Linked DNA regions of Mus musculus: all the other regions are linked to region 3. The links are chromatin contacts, called in public HiChIP or PLAC-seq and Micro-C maps. All regions are on one chromosome and are shown on one strand. The core of a region is the stretch at or near the end of the contact, and the rest is flanking DNA. Distances in the headings are between cores, read along the strand shown. Region 1 holds the start of Igsf8 (immunoglobulin superfamily, member 8). Region 2 holds the start of Pigm (phosphatidylinositol glycan anchor biosynthesis, class M). Region 3 holds the start of Dusp23 (dual specificity phosphatase 23). Region 4 holds the start of Casq1 (calsequestrin 1).

Region 1 (2,700 bases), core at 44-2,543, 320 kb after region 3:
TCATCCTGGCCCCAAGAAGCCCAAGGAACCATTCTGTACAACACTGCGCAGTTCTGGTATAAACCAGAGAAGGAGGTTGGGGTGCCCCACTATAGTATCTTCTCCATATGCATAACACACACACACACACACACACACACACACACACACACACACGTTCCTTTCAAGGGCTTCAGTCTCCTGGCAACTGCTCCATGCCATATCTTTCCCAGAACACCTCCTACAGGGAGCCCTCCAAGTCAGACCCCAAACATGGTAATGTTAGCAACCTCCACAGGCCTCAACACACACACACTCACACTCACACACACACACCAGACATGACGCAAGGTTGGCCCAGAAAACACACCATCATAAACACCCACCAGGACAGACACTGGGTGCTTAGAGATCCCAGGTTCAGTTTCCATGGAGCCTGGTTTCTCCTGAGGCAGGGATGTTGGGACCAACTGAGTCTGACAACCAGGCAAATATCTGGGAGCGTGGAAGAAGGGCAAAGAGGGAACTGGCCCAGGGTGGAGACACGTGAGGGAAGAAGCCTCAGATGGTGACATGTTATATTGGGAGGTGGGGGTGTTGGGGAGACTTTTTTCAGAGATCGTGGTCAGAATCAGCCCCTGGGCCTCCAGCCAACTCTAGGCAATTATGAAGACCGCCAGGCACTGCCCACGCAGAGCAAACACCCAAAACCAGGCCTTGAGCCGAGAGTGGGGCAGAAGGTTGTCACGGTATTTGGTAGCAACGACCCCAGACGCTGGGTGTAACCGATGAGAAGTGGTGCCTGCCTCCGGAGGCCCGATGGTGTCTCAGGGGATACCTCAGTAGGTCGCCCATATGCCCCAGCTAGGAACCTAGAGCGAGGACACCACCACCCTCCCCATAACTGATTGGGCAGACAGGCGCAAAAGGAAGCGAGACGCCGAGCCCAGAGACAGTGGAGGCACGTCTGTTGGAGAAGTAGGGATGCAACCAGCTCTGAAATGCTAGGAAGGTGGGCTGGTGGGCTGCACGGTGTTAGGCACCTACCCGGCCGGGACAGGGACGCGGCGACCACCACCTGGCTTACCAAGTATTAGCAGCAGCAGCAGGAGCGAACTCAGCGGCGTGGGGCTAGGGACGCCCATTCTGCGTAGGCGGCTCTGAGGAGACTCCTGGGGGCGGCGTGGGCTCTGGGGGGCCAGGGCCGCGGGGGGCGCATGCCCAGGTGGGGGGCAGAAAGCGGAGCAGTGAAGCGTGGGTGCGCAGAGCCCAGCCGAGCGGGAGCCGCCAACTCCCCGCCCTCCACCCTTCTTCCCCTCCTCCCGCCGCTCTTCCCGCCCTCCGCAGCTCGGGAGACCAGTCCCAGCCGCGCCCCGCTGCCCGGCCCCGCCCCCGCCTCGCCCCGCCCCAGGCCGTCGCCTGGGCCAGACTTCGACCCTGATGGTGGCTCCGCCTCTGGCCTCAGGCTGGGCGAACTGGCGGCACCTGGGCTCCTCTACCCCCATTTCCTCGCTCAGAGGGCACCCCGCCCTGCACCTGCCAGCCTTCCAGGGAGAATGGGGTGCTTGCAGGGCCTCTGGGGATGCATGATGGGGTGACTGTGGTTACGCACTCAGAATCCAATTGGGTGATGTGGGCCACTGAGTCTTGGCAGCAAACCCTGCTGATTTATGTAGGCATGGCCTGACCCACGGTTTCCTGGACGTGAAGCGGACCCAAAGGGGCTTCAGAGTCCTGGAAGATCGCTGGAAATCTGTTCTAATACCCGGTCAGAATGCAAAGCGAAAGGGAAGTGGGTTAGCGGTCCAGACTTCCTAGCTGGAAGATCCTTGTTCAGCTCAATGCTTTCAAGCTCACTTCCCCCCCCCCCCCCGCCACGTACGGAACAGAGATTGTAAACACTCGAGGAGTTACGGCGATTATTAGCTGAGATCATGCACATACGTTTCATGCACACGGTAACTATGGGGGTGTTTTGTTTTTGCGTTAAACTGCTTTCTACCAATTGGAGTCTCCAACGAGAGGACGTAACACACCTCTTTGCTGGGGAAGGTGGAGCTAGCCTGGAGGTAGGAAAAAGGAAGAGAAACCTCTTCCCAAAGCCATGTCTCCAACTGTGAAAAAGGCGGAGAGTAGGGTGGGGCCAGGATGGGAAGAAGGGGCGGCTCAGCCTGCAAAACCAGGGCGCGGAAGTGCCCATTAGGGGGAAGTGGCCTAGAACACGTCTAGATCTTCACCTCCATTCCCTACTTGTCCCCTTCACCCCTGCTCCCTCGCTTACTGCTTCCTATTGAGAAAACTGAGGCACAGACAGGAAAAGAGATCCGGGCCAGCGGTGACTTCCTCTTCTCAGAAGTCGTATTCGTGGGGCTGCCAGTGGAAGCCACATTCAGCAACCACAGAGAAACACTGATAGGGAATCTATAGGGAAGTCAGAACTCCAACCCTGGTCGCCCAAGACTGCCTAGCAAGAGGCTAAGGGACCTGCTCCTTGTCACCTGGATATATCCCAAGCCTGGTTTCTTCACACTGTTTCTCTAGAAGCCATGTTGAGCCATGTGAAAACTGCAAGCTACCGGGAGACTTTGGGAGAAAGCATTCTCCCTTTAGCTGGAGGTTGAGTGGATTGAATGACTTTCTGGTACCGGTTTGAAAGTCGGTCATCATCATCATCATCACCATCACCATCACAACATCATGATTATCATCATCATAGCCATT
Region 2 (2,700 bases), core at 34-2,533, 260 kb after region 3:
AGCCATAAGGCCTGTCCTATGAACCAGAACAGTAAGAGGACTACGGCTCTTTTCCAAGGCATCCTCACCAGTGGCATCACCAGAGGCAGAAGGCAGAGATACCAAAGAAAGTACTGAGAGGTGCAGACTTTGTTAAAAGTCACAAAAATGGACGTATGAAGGAAACAGCAGAAGACAAGGTCTCTGTAGTAGGCGAAAGATGCGGCTGACAGCAAGATGAACTGTGGCAGGAACGCCGCAATCCCCAGAGTAAAACTCCACTTGCTCTCGGCAGTCAAATACAGCATATAGAAGTACGGAGAGAAATTATGGCGGATATCCCTCCTAGTTAGGTGATAAAAGTAGGTGTGCTCCAAAAACTCCCAACCGTACTTATAGTAAAAACCGAAGCTCAGGGCAACAAACGTGAGCCCTGCAACTGCTACGAAAAGCAGCACTGCCCAGCTACACAGCCTCCTCAGGAAGTCGTACAAACGAGCCTGGAAAGAGAACCGGGCTTGCCGGAGACGCTCGTCATCGTCGCGCTCGGGCCGCAGATGGAGCGCTATGGGGAGGATGTAGGTCACCGGGTACATCTTCATGTGCACCGCGAAGCCATAGAACACCGCGGCGCACGCGATGAGCCGTTTCTCTATGAAGTACAGGGTCGAGAGAACCAGGGAGGCGACGATGGAGTCCGCGTTGCCCCGGCTGGACACCGCCATGGGCAAAGGGTTGAGAAGCCAGAAGACGCAGTAGCCACAGGCTTGGCGGCGCCCCAGCCCCTTGAGCAGCAGCAGGCGGTACAGGAGGAAGGCGGTGAGGAGATCGCAGCTGATGAAGAGAAACTTGCCGAAGAGTTCGCTGAGGTAGACGTTGGGGGTGAGGAGCCAGCTCAGGAGCGGGGTGTAGCGGTAGGTCGCCCGCAGGTACGGGGAGCGCCCTTCCGTGACGAAGCGCGCGGCGTCCGTGAACACGTGGTAGTCTATGTCGGTGTACCTCACCAGCAGAGTCCGGTCCTGGAAGACACCGTAGAAAACCAGGGCGACCCGGGCCAGGAAGGCCACGCCGAACACCCCGGCGGGCGGCACCCGAAAGTTCAGGATCCATTCCCCCCAGTGCATGGGGTAGCTCATGGTCCGAGTGCGGGCCACCCGCCCGGCCCGGCCCGGCCCCGGGTCCACACTGCGCCCCTCTCGCTAACCGTCCTCGGGCTGACGCCTCTCAGCCGCCGGGAGCATCTCCTCTGCTACAGCACCGACAGGAAGAACCGAGGAATGATCACTTCCGGCACCCCAAGTCCCGCCCCCACGGTACTTCCGGCCTCCAGCCCCGCGCGGGCTCTCAGCTGTCTCCGCGGAACGATTGCCTTCCTCGGGATTGGCTGTCTAGCGTCCGCAGCTTCCTCCGGCGAAGGCGGGATTTCCGGTCCCTTATTGGCGACGCTTCCGCTGTCCGGAAATCCCGGAGTGGCTGAGATGTCGTGGACCTGGGACCTGGGTGAACTTTGTTTTTAGTAACCAGAGCTTCCGCGTTCCCAGCTCAGATCTACGGAGGAGGACGCTGAACACAGTGAGCTGCTACCTGCTGCTACTTACATCCCGCCCAACTGGCTTGGAGGACTGAGAGTGGGAAATACAGATGGAAAGAATAAGCCTAAAATAAAATAGTCTTTTTACCCTGATAAGAAGGTTCCTCCTACCGAAATACGTCTAGATTGTCTCCCCTGGAGTACTGTCAACTCCGTTCTTTTCAAGAACTCTTCAACTAGGTCAAAATCGGCCGTCAACCCACTCCGTTCACCCTACCACTATTAGTTTCTTGCCAAAGACTCCAACTCTTTCATTCTTTTCCTGATTTCTTACTGCACTTATAATTGACTTTTTAAAACTTCATACTCTTTTTTTTTTTTTTTTCTGGTTTTTCGAGACAGGATTTCTCTGTATAGTCCTGGCTGTCTTGGAACTCACTCTGTAGACCAGGCTGGCCTCGAACTCAGAAATTCGCCTGCCTCTGCCTCCCAAGTGGTGGGATTAAAGGCGTGCGCCACCACGCCGGGCCAAGAACTTCATACTTTATTTTACAATGTTTTCAGTTTCAAGTAAATTGTTCGTGAGAGTAGAAAGTATTTCTTTATTTCTTTGTACTTTCTTGTAATGTATTACAGTCTCAGACGCATGGTAACTGACGCAGACTGCCTTGATCTTACAAACTGAGCCTGCCCCTAGGGAATGTCTTCTAGATTACCATAGAAGTGGCTCCATTCGGCCTAGACATCTCTCATCCTACACTTCACATTTATCCTTTGAGTGAGCCGTATTAACCTCTAGTCATAGTCTGGTATGTCTGTGCTTTGATGTAATTACATGGTGTAGATTAATAACTACCTCTATTGGTTTTTTACTATGCATTGCCCATAATATACTGTGATAACACATTACCATTCAAATAACCTTATAACTAAATTGTAGGGTTCTTGAGAGTAGAAAGTATGTATTTCTTTGTACTTCCTTGCATTACAGTTGCAGGCACATGGTAACTGACACAGACTGTCTGGCTTGATCTTAGAAGTCGAGCCTGTCAAGAGTTATTTGAATGATACTGTGTTATCACAGTATACGTGGCCTAAATTATCATAATTGTTATTTGTTAAGGACTTATTCCCAGTTGTCAGACATACTAACTACTTTTTAATGTAAAGTAGATATCCCTATCTGTATC
Region 3 (2,700 bases), core at 102-2,601:
AGCAACCAAGGGAGGGTAGGATGTCTTCATACCCAGGTCTTGTGGGCTTAGGTCAGTATGTCCCTAGGCCCCCGGTTAAGAAAATACCCAGGGTTTTAAACACAAAATGTTTGGAAGAATGTGAAGATGGCTGTGTAACACTGTCATTTCCTGGATGACTGTAGGAAAGTGTGCCATTAAAAGATTCTGGAGAGGGGGACAGAACAATGGCTCAGCAGTTAAGAGCACTGGCTGCTCTTCCAGAGGTTCCATCCCCAGCACCTACACGGCAGCTCACAGCTGTCTGTAACTCCAGCTCCGGGAGTCCTGACACCTTCACACAGATACACATGCAAGCAAAACACCAATGTACATAAAATAAAAATAATAATAATTTTTAAAACAAGATTTCGGAGCTGGAGAGATGGCTCAGCAGTTAAGAGTACTGACTGCTCTTCCGGAGGTCCTGAGTTCAAATTTGAGCAACTACAAGTTGGCTCACAACCAGCTGTAATGGGATCCGATGCCCTCTTCTGGTGTGTCTAAAGACAGCTACAGGGCACTCATATACATAAGATAAACATTTTTTTAAAAGAGAGAGAGATTCTGGAGAATGGTATCTTCCTTAGCTTCCTCGGTGCCTCAGTTTTCTCATCTCTAAAATGGGGTTACTGTGATCACCTACCTTATGGCGATTAATTAACATATATAAAAAGTATTTGCACAAGTACCTAACACAAAGCAAAAGCTTAAATGTTGTTAACCCTTATGTTGTTGATAGTGGTTACTATATTACCCTGAGTACCATTTCCAGTGCCACATATTTCCCCACCCCCCATCCTTTAACTACTGTCGGCAGTAGAAAAATAAAACTTTCTATTGTCTGGGACATAGTAGTTCCCTCTTACTTCAAGAACTCAAGAAGACAGCAACCATGACTGCTTGGTCATTGAAGAGATTACCTACTCACACCCGCGCCCAGGCAGAAGTAGATTTTTCTATCACTATTTAAACCCCTTGTATAAAAACTATGAAGAGACCAGGCCGTTAGGCGGCTGGCCCACGATGCAGTAGCTCCAACGCACCACCAGGGAGCAGCAGAGCCCAGCCCTGGGCTGTTTTCTCTACAGGAGCAATTAATTGGTTCCAGGCTTCCTTAGTGCCTTCACTCCCCGCTGCAATAATCACGCTTGTTGTTGATTACCCAGCCTATCAACGAGTGCCCTGCTCGCGTCCGTTGGGCTGTAGGGTTTCTCTGCCTGCCTTGGAGCCGTCTTAGCCCCGCCCCCGCTGTTCAGCCAACCCTGGGTGGGGAGGAGCGTCACGGGGGAGGGTCCAAGAGACTACGTGGCCCGCTAGGGCAAGTGCTGAGCGGGGACGGAATCCAGCCCCAGAGGGGGGGTGACCCAATCTCCCGGCAGAGTAGGAAAGGCCAGCCTCGCCCTGAGTAAACTCCCCCCACGATGGGCGTGCAACCCCCCAACTTCTCCTGGGTGCTTCCGGGACGGCTGGCCGGACTGGCGTTGCCCCGGCTGCCCGCGCACTACCAGTTCCTGCTGGACCAGGGTGTGCGGCACCTGGTGTCCCTGACGGAGCGCGGACCCCCTCACAGTGACAGCTGTCCCGGCCTCACGCTGCACCGAATGCGCATCCCTGACTTTTGCCCGCCGTCCCCGGAACAGATCGACCAATTTGTGAAGATCGTGGACGAGGCCAATGCCCGGGGAGAGGTCAGCACGCTCGTGAGCCAGAGCGAGAGGGCGGGGCCTGGAAGGAAATGAGTGGGCGGGGCCGGAGCTGGAGTCCGAAAAGAGTGGGAGAGCCTGGGGTTGGGGGCGGGGGTGACAGGGCTAAGTGGGGTGGGAGCTAGATGGACCCACTCCCTGACTAAAGTCAACTATGCTGCTAGGAGAGGTGGTGCCAAGTAGGCTGGAGAGAGAGTACTGTCAAGTGAAATCCTTCCAGGAGTCCAGGGAGCGCCTATGTCAGACGGAATCAGTTCAAAGCCCTTTTACTAGAGGTCCAAATGTCATAGAGACACACTTGTAATTTTAAATTTTACTAGCAGCTACGTTTTAAAAAAAAAACAAAAACAAAAAACGAAAAAGATGAAAAAGAAGCAGGTGAAGTTAATTTTGTACTAATCCAATAAGTCAAAAATATTATTTCAACATAGAATCAATATGAAACAAATTATTAATGAGGCATGTCCAGTCTTTTTCATGCCGCATCTTCAGGGCCTGGTAAGTATTTTGCACCTCAGCTCAGTTTGGACTGACACATTTCAGGAAAAATAGCACCACAAGTGGCTGGATGTACTATACAAGACAGCACAGGATAGAGGCCAGGCGATGTAGGCTGAGAGCCCAAGTTGGAACCAGCCATTCCAGAGGCCTCCTAGTCACCTGTCCTCCCACAGCTTTGATGTCACTTCTTGGAGAGCCTGTGATGTGTGGGGTGAGGACAGGGGAGTATTGGGGAGGGCATTGGACTCTACTCCATCAGTCTCCACTTCACAGGCTGTTGGAGTGCACTGTGCCCTAGGCTTTGGCCGCACTGGCACCATGCTAGCCTGCTACTTGGTGAAGGAGCGGGCTTTGGCCGCAGGAGATGCCATTGCTGAGATCCGGCGCCTGCGACCAGGATCCATTGAGACGTATGAACAGGAGAAGGCCGTCTTCCAGTTCTACCAGCGAACAAAATGAGGACTTCAACAGCCCG
Region 4 (2,700 bases), core at 179-2,678, 410 kb after region 3:
TACAATGTCAGCTGTCCCTCTTGGATCCACTCCTGACATGTTCTTAAGAATGCTAAATTAGCTATATAAGGTCTGCCCCATGGGAATGCAAGATGCTATTCTGCTAGCATAACTTTATACTTCTTCCTAGATGCGAATTAAACGCCATCCTTCTAGAATGAGAAGTACGTTGCACTGTGGACATGGAAGTCTGACTTTATTGTGATCTCCCCCTTGAGCCCTCTTGAGCCTCAGTTTACCTAAATATAGTATGAGCCCTAGAAGGCCATGCAGGAGTCCTTGCTAAGTACTCAAAGCTTAATTCAACTCTTCACCTCTAAGCTAGGACCCTAAAAATGACAGCCTTCGTACCTCCAGCTCAGCTGTGTGCCTCAGATGCACAGAATTAATCCACAGCGTCCGATAAGGGCACAGGGTCCACCTCTTCCTGTTTACCTCGAGTTAACTTTTTCCCATACTTATACCGGATCATCTGTCCTTGTCAAAGACATAGGAATGAATAGTAGCTATTAGCTCTCTATAGACCTGTGCAGTCTGAGGAATCCTCCCAGCCCCTTATGCCCTAGAATCAGAGTCCCACGGGATCAGGCCAGAGCCCTCAGAGGAGGAAGCGCCACGAAGCAGTGGGCAGTACAGGCAGAGAAAGCCCAAGTCGCCATCACTACAGGATGGAACTCGGGCCAGCCCTGTCCTTCCCCCTGCATTCCTGAGTTGGGACTGTTGAGTGAAGCAAAGGAAACTGACTGGAGCTAAGCCAGGATTCTGGTCTTGGACTCCGCTCCATCTTTTATTCAGAGAATGATCTCATCCTTGGTCCACGGTCTTTAAAGGGAACTGCACGGGGGTTTCTTTCCTGGAGCCTGGAATGCGCTTTTATTGCTCATGTCTCGTCCATAAGATCAAAGAAATAGGCTTTACCTATAGAAGACTGCTGGATTTTAGGAGTTAGAAATACCACATTCTCTCCTGTATTATCAGTTTAGCCTCTGGCCCAGAAGGTGTCGTCCTTGCTACCTGTACTTCTTTCTGATAGGCCTTGTCCTACTCTGGGATCCCTGGATACCCTACATCCCCCCTCCTCCAGCCCCAGCCTCACTTACCCCTAACTCATCTGGTCTTATTTTTAGATCCGGCATCTCTCTCTCTCCCTTTCTTAATATGGCGATGAGCTCTTAGGCCTGCATGGGGCCAGGGGCTAAGGAGTCCTGGACACTGGGGGAGGGGGAAGGAACCAGCTGCTGGGAGGGAGCCTAGGGAAGAGGTATAGGAGGTGAGAGGATTCAGGCTCTCATGGAGCTGTCCTGGCCTCAGAAGGTTATCCATCCCTCCTGCCAACCACAGAGACATATTTAGACAGGACCAGGTGGGGACGGAGGGGGTGCCAGTTTCAAGGGGCAGCTCCGGTTCCCTCCCCGCCCCTGCTCCTATTCCTCCTCCTGACCCTTTTTCTCTTGGCTCTGTCGGCAGTTTCTCCAGGACCCAGCAGTGTCCTCTGTCCACTGCTCTGGCCCACTCTCTACCCCACCCCCACCTGGAGCCCCTAACTCAGGATTCTGTATCCGAGGGGCACCTCTCCCTATTTCAGCTAACCTCCTCTGGACCAGGAGAGCAGGCCCAGATTGTACTACCTCCATGAGAGCTACCGACAGGATGGGGGCCAGAGCAGTGTCCGAGCTGCGGCTGGCACTGCTGTTTGTACTGGTGCTAGGGACGCCCAGGTTAGGGGTCCAGGGGGAAGATGGGTTGGACTTCCCTGAGTACGACGGTGTGGACCGTGTGATCAATGTGAACGCCAAGAACTACAAGAACGTGTTTAAGAAGTATGAGGTGCTGGCCCTCCTCTACCATGAGCCCCCCGAGGACGACAAGGCCTCGCAGAGACAATTTGAGATGGAGGAGCTAATCCTGGAGGTGAGTGGAGAATAGCAGGCCTGGAGAGCATGCTCAGTCCCCTCGGTGAGCCCTGAGTCTGAGGGTGGGGGCTAGCTTAAGAGCAGCATGGCTGCTGGGCCTCTGTCTCCACCAAGTACATGACTGGAATGTGGCCTTGGCAAAAAGAAAAAGACTCAGGGACCAAGGTCCTACCCTTCTGTTGGTAAGTTGTGCTGCAGGAGGCAGGGGCACTAGGTTTGGCTGGGGGGGGGGAGAAGCTGGGTGGGGGGAGCTTGCACAGTACCCTGCACTGTGCTTCATACTACTCTTGTGGCCAAAAGATCCCCCTCTCTTTACACACGTAGGGCCGTGCTCCAAGACGCAAACAGCAGAACCGTGAACACGATTGTTCTTTTATTTGCCTTCAACTGACTTAGTGACTGTACAGTTAAATGACTTCTAGAGGCTTCCCACAGACCTCCCCAGGCCAACCCGCCGCGTTTTGTCCCCTAGGGGAAGTCCTTACTAGAAAACTCTCACGAAGGCTTCAGCATGCCTTCCCCATCATTTCAGCCAGAGAATCTACTTTAGGTCCAAGGCAGAGACGGTTAATACAAAAAAGAAATGAGGGGAGGCAGCCTTCCGATTGGATTACGTGGCCACACGCATCCCTAATGGAGCTAGGATACGTTTGCCTTTGTCTGCACTTCCCCGGCTTGGTGATACAGAGAGGCTCCACCTTGTCCGAGCTTGGAATGTTTCAGTGTAAGACACCCGGCCCCCTGGCTTGCATTTCCGTGTGCCCCATCGGGCTCTGCAAACTGCTAT

What was found. HiChIP or PLAC-seq counts read pairs in DNA pulled down with a chosen protein or histone mark. A called contact is a pair of places that touch in the nucleus more often than the background predicts.
Region 1: a Micro-C map of embryonic stem cells shows a contact between it and region 3, with 6 times the contacts expected there. The contact joins the promoter of Igsf8 here to the promoter of Dusp23 in region 3. A contact is called at or near these places in 1 of 39 promoter capture datasets (the 3T3-L1 cell line) and 3 of 484 Hi-C or Micro-C datasets (CD4 T cells, embryonic stem cells and palatal mesenchyme).
Region 2: a contact with region 3 is called in a CTCF HiChIP or PLAC-seq map of embryonic stem cells, with 9 times the contacts expected there. The contact joins the promoter of Pigm here to the promoter of Dusp23 in region 3. A contact is called at or near these places in 14 of 39 promoter capture datasets (the 3T3-L1 cell line, 3T3-L1-derived adipocytes, the C10 cell line and 10 more), 1 of 15 datasets of contacts at CTCF or cohesin (embryonic stem cells), 4 of 484 Hi-C or Micro-C datasets (embryonic stem cells, natural killer cells and uterus), 8 of 115 datasets of contacts at active chromatin or transcription factors (bone marrow-derived macrophages, double positive thymocytes, embryonic stem cells and 3 more) and 3 of 9 other capture datasets (adipose tissue, embryonic stem cells and liver).
Region 4: a contact with region 3 is called in an HNF4G HiChIP or PLAC-seq map of pancreatic cancer cells. The contact joins the promoter of Casq1 here to the promoter of Dusp23 in region 3. A contact is called at or near these places in 1 of 39 promoter capture datasets (pre-B cells) and 1 of 115 datasets of contacts at active chromatin or transcription factors (pancreatic cancer cells).

The regions. Positions count from the first base shown.
Region 1 is chr1:172,310,960-172,313,659 of GRCm38.p6, reverse strand. Igsf8 (immunoglobulin superfamily, member 8) reads right to left here and starts at 1,293. Exons shown (of 7, transcript NM_080419.2): 1 at 1,067-1,293. The coding sequence starts at 1,124.
Region 2 is chr1:172,375,114-172,377,813 of GRCm38.p6, reverse strand. It overlaps Pigm (phosphatidylinositol glycan anchor biosynthesis, class M), which reads right to left and starts at 1,283. Exons shown (of 1, transcript NM_026234.4): 1 at 1-1,283. The coding sequence starts at 1,115.
Region 3 is chr1:172,631,625-172,634,324 of GRCm38.p6, reverse strand. It overlaps Dusp23 (dual specificity phosphatase 23), which reads left to right and starts at 1,351. Exons shown (of 2, transcript NM_026725.2): 1 at 1,351-1,709; 2 at 2,499-2,700. The coding sequence starts at 1,443. The coding sequence ends at 2,684. Gm35601 (a long non-coding RNA gene) reads right to left here and starts at 1,345. Exons shown (of 5, transcript XR_001779542.2): 1 at 1,184-1,345.
Region 4 is chr1:172,218,623-172,221,322 of GRCm38.p6, reverse strand. Casq1 (calsequestrin 1) reads left to right here and starts at 1,428. Exons shown (of 11, transcript NM_009813.2): 1 at 1,428-1,911. The coding sequence starts at 1,633.